Regions from separate parts of the Mus musculus genome. Here region 1 is linked to region 2. Evidence: chromatin contacts called from public promoter capture Hi-C data. All regions are on one chromosome and are shown on one strand. The core of a region is the stretch at or near the end of the contact, and the rest is flanking DNA. Distances in the headings are between cores, read along the strand shown.

Region 1 (3,748 bases), core at 471-2,970, 2.1 Mb before region 2:
TTGAGCTGTAAGTGAACAATGGCAGGAGGTAAACAAGAAAGAACCTGGAAAGATCAGTTTAGGAAGAGTGACACTATCTGAAAAACGAAGCCTTGGTGGCAGGCACCTTTGCCTGCTGAGCTATCTTACTGGTCCCTCTCTTAGGTTCTCAGAGTTAAGGAAACTATTTTTTAGGATTCACTGCTATTCCTGGGTTACCAGGGAGGAAGTAGCCCTATAGAATTCTTGTTAAGAGAGCCATTGGTTTTACTGGCTTCAGTTTGCAGAGACAGTTGGTTCACCTAAAATCTAAAGCATCTGCAAGGGCATTTTTTTTTAATTATTATTTTTGATTATGAGTAGGGCGGCTATCCAGGTTTTTACCGGTTGTTCCTCATTAACTTATATTAATAACTTGACTCATAATTTATTCTGTAAACTATTGGGGTTTGGACGATAAATTTGAGGCCATCCAACTTATAAATAACACTTATAACTGGCTTAAAAATGTAGGACGTGGAGGTCCTACGAAGAGACAGAAGAACAAACATTTCCATTGGCTGAGCACACACTGGCAGTGCTGGGCACCAGCAGAAGACTTCAGGGCTCTTGAGAGAGTGCTTTACTGGGAGGAGGCCCAGGTGTTCCAGGAGTTTCTGGCAGACAAGGTCTGCACAAAGAAAGGGAGTGGGTGTGGCCAGTGGGTTTAGGGGACCTTCTCTTTTAGCCACTGCTGTTGTTAAGAGCCTAGGGAGTCACTTAGTCCACCTGGCCACAAAGCCCTATGGCACAGGCCTACAATCACCAACTACAGACCCTGAAGGAGGATCGCCAGAAGTTCAAAGCCTGTCTGCACAGTTAAATTAATAAATAAAAAGTACAGTAGCTCAAGGTCCTCCGTTTAATTCCTCGTTACAGGGCGGGGAGCCATCTGGGCCACCAGTTTCCCAGCCTGTAACCCAGAGATAACAGTGTTTACCTCCAGAGACTGGCTCTTTACTTAACAATGGTTGCTATTATTCCATTATATAGATGGAGTCAGGAAAGGGCGAACTGCTGATCAAGGCACATTGGAATTCTAGCCAGCTGGAACCGAGGTCACCATACACTACCTGACTACAGTAACTTGGGAGAGAAAACTTGCCCAAGGTCACACAACTCCTAAACGGCTGGGGGGGGGGGGGGTAAGACCAACCTCAGGGAGGGTCTATCACTGAGTCAAACAAGCTGTGGGGACTCAAGCGTGATCAGAGCTCCTTTTCACTGTTTCACGGAAACCCACCCACAGGAGAGGGTCCAACACAACAAAGGGCGGAGGAGGGCTTGCAAAAGTCATCGAATCTCAGAGGTGACTGGAATCCGGAGGCGGTGGGGAGATCCCGGGAGTAATGAGTGGCATCCTCCCCAAGCAAGCAAAACAGATCACCTTTTACACTAGCTCCCTCGGCAGGGAGGAAGCATCGAGTCCTGGGGCATGCTGAGAGCTTACGTAAGGCCACTAGCGGCTGCGCCCCGGTGTCCCCAGGGTATACACAGCGCCTGGGCGCGGAGCGAGGGCGGGCCTTCCCCACCACACACGCTTCCCAGCCTCTCCGGATGCAGGGACCACCGGCCCCAGGGCCGCAGCGTCGGGGCTGGGCGCGGCGTCCTCCCACGGCCCCCAGCTTCCCGGGGGAGGAGCAGCGCATCGCGCAAGCATCCGGGATCGGCGGAGGGGGCGGGAGGAAGGGCGAGAGGAGGAAGCGGGATTTAAACGAAAGGCGGTGACGCCACACAAAAGATTCCTATAGGCTCCGGGGAGGTTACGGCCGAGGTGGCGGCGGCGAGCCGGGGGCGAGGCGGACGCCAGGAGGCGAAAACTGCAACCGTGCGCGGGCAGGCGGGTGTCCCCTGGCCTGCGGTCTCCTCCCTTCCTTTCAGTTGCTCGGAGGTCGCTCGGAAGTTGCTGGTTGACAAACATGGCAGGAGTCCGGGCCCGGGTCGGCCTCCGCGACGCCGCGCTCACCTTCTGAGCCGACCACCCTGGGGCGTCGGATGCGCGGGGCCCGCGGGCTCTGCGGGGAAACACAGATGGAATCTCCACGACAGCCGGTCGCCGGCCGCAGGCCATTCAGGAGGGGAGGGCGTGCCGCCGCGGCGCCGGGCCGCGCACTCTGAACCGCCAGGCGGGAAGGCGCGGCCGCCCAGCACCCTGCGTTGCAGCCTCCCGCCCGACTGACTCCGCGCGGCCGCCACAGAGCCAGCCACGCCCTCGGCCCAGTGGCCGCCCAGCGCCCTAAGAGCCGGAGCAGGAGATGCGGCCGCGCGCCCCCGGGCGTCAGCTCCGGCCGCCGTCGCCAGCCTGTACCGTCTGGCGGGGTCGCCGCCCCTGAAGCCCACGTGCGCTGCTGAGCCGGATAGCCGCAGCGCAGCGGCTGACAGCAAAGCCTGCCGGGGCCGCCGCCCGCGCTCCTCTAGGAGCAGAGGATTTTGATTTCAAAGGAAGGAAGGAAGGAAGGACAACTCCCAGCCTCCCCGTCCCGCCCTCTCCGCTCCGGCGGCCCGGCCGGCCATGCCCAGGAAGGTGGCGACAGCCCGGCAGCGGGGACTTTTCTGGTAGGCTAGTGAAGAGGGGCGCGGACTAGGAGTCTGCCGTGCCCCGGCTCACGGTTCCCGCGAGCTACACAGCGCCCCGAAGAGCTTGCCGCGGGCTTGGGCCCGCCCTGCGACGCCCGGCCACCGGCCGCCGCCACCCGGATCTCTGTGCCCGCCGCGGTGGGTGGCATGATGGTGCGCGGAAGGCAGCGCGGCCCTGGCCAGCTGAGTCGCGGCGGCGGTGGTAGCGGGCTCCCCAGCGGCATGCCAGTGCCCCCTGGGCGCGATGGCTAGCGGCAGCGCCGGGAAGCCCACTGGCGAGGCGGCTTCTCCGGCTCCTGGGAGCGCCGTCGGCGGGGCCAGCTCGCAGCCGCGGAAGAGGCTGGTATCTATCTGTGATCACTGCAAGGGCAAGATGCAGCTGGTGGCCGACCTGCTGCTGCTGTCTAGCGAGGCGCGGCCGGTGCTCTTCGAAGGCCCCGCCTCCCCTGGCGCTGGTGCGGAGTCCTTCGAGCAGTGCCGGGACACCATCATCGCGCGCACTAAGGGGCTGTCCATCCTCACCCACGACGTGCAGAGCCAGCTCAACATGGGCCGCTTCGGAGAGGCGGGAGACAGTCTTGTGGAACTGGGCGACTTGGTGGTGTCGCTGACCGAGTGTTCTGCACATGCGGCCTACCTGGCAGCCGTGGCCACACCGGGCGCTCAACCTGCACAGCCAGGCCTTGTGGACCGCTACCGTGTGACACGCTGCCGCCACGAGGTAGAACAAGGCTGTGCTGTGCTGCGAGCCACCCCACTGGCGGACATGACCCCACAGCTGTTGCTGGAGGTGTCGCAGGGCCTGTCTCGAAACCTCAAGTTCCTGACGGATGCGTGCGCCCTGGCCAGTGACAAGTCACGGGACCGCTTCTCTCGCGAACAGTTCAAGCTGGGCGTCAAGTGCATGAGCACAAGTGCATCCGCGCTGTTAGCATGCGTACGCGAAGTGAAGGCGGCACCCAGCGAGCTGGCCCGCAGTCGTTGCGCGCTCTTCAGTGGGCCCTTGGTGCAGGCGGTGAGCGCTTTGGTGGGCTTTGCCACCGAGCCTCAATTCCTGGGTCGCGCAGCTGCCGTGAGCACTGAGGGCAAGGCGGTGCAGACCGCCATCCTGGGAGGTGCCATGAGTGTGGTGTCGGCCTGCGTGCTCTTGACC
Region 2 (4,117 bases), core at 1,127-3,626:
AGCAAATGGTGGAAAAGCAGTAGATTTTATGTGACCATCATAGGGGTGGGGAATCTGAGCTGATAGAGGTTGTTTGGGTTGATCTCAAACTAGGTGCCCTTGCCTGAGGTAGTTGACCTTTGGGGGAAGATTAAGAAAGGTTTCTGGAGGATTTTTAATTTTTTTTTTTTTTTTTTAGGAGAAGGTTTCTCTGTATTGCACTGGCTGTCTTGGAACTGGCTCTGTAGATAAGGCTGGCCTAGAACTTAGAGATCAACCTGCCTCTGCCTCCCTGCTAGAATTAAAGCCTAAGTGTGTATGTGAGCTTGAGACACTACCACCCAGCAGATTCCTGGAAGATTAAGGGAGATTCTTGGTGAATAGCAACCACTTTAAGAGATCTGCTTTTCTAGTAAATAGAAACCTTTAGGCTTGTTTACAGATAAACAATCCTCTGTTTACCCAAAATCCTTGTTTAGGACAATGTCACTAGCATTGCCATTTTGGAGGAAGTGGAGCTTTGGACCTGACAGAAGCTAGTTTTGGAATTTTTGCTGTTGTTGGTTGGTTGGTTGGTTTTGAGACAAGGTCTCACTCTGTAGCCCAGGCTGAGTAGGAACTTGCTTTGTAGACCAGGTTGGTCCGGAACTCACAGAAAGCTGCCTGCCTCCGCCTCCCTAATTCTGGGATTAAAGGCATGGGCCACTGTGCCCTGCTCTTTTTGTAGTTTATTTTTTTTTAATTACTCATTTTTGTGTATCTGTAGATCTATACATATCCTGGAGTACCACAGTGCTTGTGGAGTGCAGAGGACAGCCAATCGGTCTCTCTCAGGATGAAATTCAGTTCTTTAGTCTTAGCAGAAAGTACCTTTACCTGCTGAGCCATCTCTCTGGCCCTGTAGGGTATTTTTATTTACTTAGTATTTTTGGAACAGGGTCTCCCTGGCTGGTCTGGAATTCACAGAGCTAAGTGAACCCCTGTGACACAGGTTCAAAGGTATGCATCATCACACCCAGCCATGTTTTAAAATTACATTCCATTTTTATGGGATGTCACACTAGACATCAAGAGGTCAAAGGATAACTTGCAGGAGTTAGTTCTCTCCCTCTACCTTGTAGGTGCTTGGGATTAAACTCGGGTCATCAGGCTTGGTGGCAACTGCAACTCTATTTCTAAAGTCCCATAACAGAGAATTGAATTGTATATATTTCAAAATTAATAGTAGAGCTTTTTCGGAGTTTTTTAATATTCCTAAAAATAGAGATTAAAATATGGGGGTAGGGGAAAGGTTCTGGTATCTTGCTTTTGTTTTCAAAGAATCAGCTTAAATTTCTTGTCCAATTCCACTATAAACTCGGAGCGTAGGACTCTTAGATTGCTTGACATCTGTAAGCCGGAAGGTTCCCCCCCTCCCCCCCCAGTTATTCTCGTGTCGTAAAGAATCATTTTCTGGGTCTTTTCCTTCTGCCTATAACAAGTGCCTTATCTTAGGATCTATTTATTGCTGCAGGGTTCAAGAAAGGCTCCCACATAATGACAACCACACAGGAACACTGCCCCCAAAGATATGTAGCTGGCAGCACCCTTCCCATTTGTTTTTGAGGGGAAAGGAGTTAAGACGTGTGTGTGTGTGTGTGTGTGTGTGTGTGTGTGTGTGTGTGTGCGTGCGTGTGTGTGTGGGTCTTCATTTGCTACCCAGGCTGGGTTCCCAGTTGCAGCCATGTTCCTGCCTCAACCTTCCATTTTACTGGGATTACAGGCATGAGCCAATCTCAACTCAAATCCTAGGGCTCATAAGGTGGTGTGGTTCCAGTGCTTTTCTGCACTGGAACCAAAAGCAAGGCCTAGGAGAGTTGAGCAAGAAGGCCCTCAATCTTAGACATGGAAATGGCAGAGGAACTCTCTCACAGGGCGGAGTGGAGCCTCGACAGTCAGAAGGGGTAAGAAAGAGACTGCGGACGGGGAGAGGGATCAGTGGACTTCCTAGCCTCTCAGCTCCGCCTGGGGTTTCCAAGGGTGATGCAGCCATCCGGGCTGTGACAGGGCCACCATCCCGCCTTTAGAATAGCAGGGTGTCTGTCTCTCCTCTACAGACTCCCTTGCCGTGCCCTCGAGGTCCTTCCACGTCCAGCTCATCCACCAAGCGGGCTGAGGCGGCGTCCTCGCAGGGTGACGCGGGTGGGAGCGAGGCGAGCCTGAAGGGAGGAGCGGGAGGCGGCCTGAGGAATCAGCGCGGCGCGCCCGCACGCCCCTCAACCCTCTCGCGGCCGCGCGCCTCCCGCCTCAGCAACGCGGCCCCGCGGGAGGGCGGGCGCGCGCGGCCGGAAGCGCCTTTCCCGGAAGGCAGGGGGGCGGTGCCGGCCTCGGGGCGGCTCGACCATGGCGGCGGCGCGCCGGGTGCTCGCAGCTTGAGCGGAGCCGCGCAGCAGGAGGATGGCCTCGCTCGGGTCAGCCGCGGCCGGGGAGCCGGCGACCGGAGCTGAGGCGGAGCCCGGCCCTCCGGCCCCGCCGCCGCCTCCGCCGCCGCCACCGGCTCCCTCGCCGTCCGCTCTCGGGCCGCTGCTGCCCCTGCAGCGCGAGCCGCTGTACAACTGGCAGGCCACCAAGGCGTCGCTCAAGGAGCGCTTCGCCTTCCTCTTCAACTCGGAGCTGCTGAGCGATGTGCGTTTCGTGCTGGGCAAGGGCCGAGGCGCGGCGGCCGCCGGGGGCCCGCAGCGCATCCCCGCCCACCGCTTCGTGCTGGCGGCCGGCAGCGCGGTCTTCGACGCCATGTTCAACGGCGGCATGGCCACGACGTCGGCCGAGATCGAGCTGCCGGACGTGGAGCCCGCCGCCTTCCTGGCGCTGCTGAGGTGAGCGGCGGGCGCGCGGAGCCGGCGGCCTGGAGGGTGGCGGCACCCAGCCCGGCCTGCGTCGACTCCCGAGTGACCTTGGGCTGGGCGAGTCGGCCTCCCTCGGGTCCTCCCCGGCAGGCAGGCGATGCTTGGGAAGGTCGGTCAGTGTCGCCATTCCCGGCGGTGGCGGGCGCTTTGCCGTTGAAGGGTGCTGTCACATTCCAGTAGCGGAATTGTCTGTCGCCCGGGCTTCATAATCGAGTGGGCAGACTAGAAGACGAGATAGGCTGTCCCGATTACCCACTTGCAGGATTCGTTTTTGTTTAAGGACCCGGGTGGATGAAGGGTCTTAGAGGACTGGGGTTGTCAGGGTCTCCACGGTTTGCTGTCAGGACTCTGGAAGATAATAGCCATAGCAGGTATCAGGCTGGCCTGCTTCAAGTTTCTGCAGTCAAGGTGACGGTTTTTGTATTCTAAAACACGCTAGTAGTGTTCGAGTTTGCTCTCCGATGATCTGAGGATAGGAGATTGATTGATAGCTGATTAGTTTGCTACTTAGTGGAAGGTAGTGGCATTGTGGCGTTGTTAATCACAGCAGTCCTAACTGTTAGGGAGGCATATCTTGTTGTTTTACCCCAGTTTTACAAATGGGACCGAGGCCCAGAAAAGTGACTTGTCCAAGGTAATCGAGCCAGCTCCCGGAGGACCGAAGATGGTGTTGGCTGCTTGAGTATAGTGTTGTTTTTAAGACAGCAGATTTTGAGTAATTCTGACGTAAACAGGCAAGTCAGTGGAGCACAAGAGTCCACAGAGGCTCATAGCTTCCTCAAGAAGATGCTTATGGAGGGAAATATAAAGTTCACACAAGAAATATATGTTAAGTTCCCATCAATAAATGGATAAAGGACAAGATGTAATAGAAAAGAAAAAAATACAACCAAGGAATGTGTGACCTCATTAGTAAATGAGGAAATGCAAATTAAAACAGTAAAGTGCTTTCTCCTTTTCATGAGCCCCACCTTTTGGGGGCGGAGATATGGGTTTGGCTTTTATTTTCTTGGACCTGGGCTCATTATTTAGACTTGGCCGATTTGGGGCTCGATATGTATTCCAAGCTGGCTTCGAACTCAGCGAACTTATTACCCCCCCTGAGTGCTGACCCACCAAAAAATTTAAAAGATGACTGAAGGAACACTTTCCGAGAAAGATTATCGTAAAAAAAAGCCTTTGAAAAATAGTTGGATGCCTTAGACTTTTTCTACACTTAGAAAACATTAAATTATTGAAAAAGGTGTCTACAG

Evidence for each region. Capture Hi-C pulls out chosen DNA fragments and counts their contacts.
Region 1: a contact with region 2 is called in a promoter capture Hi-C map of adipose tissue, with 4 times the contacts expected there. The contact joins the promoter of Tlnrd1 here to the promoter of Btbd1 in region 2. A contact is called at or near these places in 1 of 484 Hi-C or Micro-C datasets (B cells) and 1 of 9 other capture datasets (adipose tissue).

Annotation. Positions count from the first base shown.
Region 1 is chr7:83,882,313-83,886,060 of GRCm38.p6, reverse strand. Tlnrd1 (talin rod domain containing 1) reads left to right here and starts at 1,720. Exons shown (of 1, transcript NM_030705.4): 1 at 1,720-3,748. The coding sequence starts at 2,840. It also overlaps a transcript of Mesd not described here.
Region 2 is chr7:81,827,690-81,831,806 of GRCm38.p6, reverse strand. It overlaps Btbd1 (BTB (POZ) domain containing 1), which reads left to right and starts at 2,376. Exons shown (of 8, transcript NM_146193.2): 1 at 2,376-2,834. The coding sequence starts at 2,416.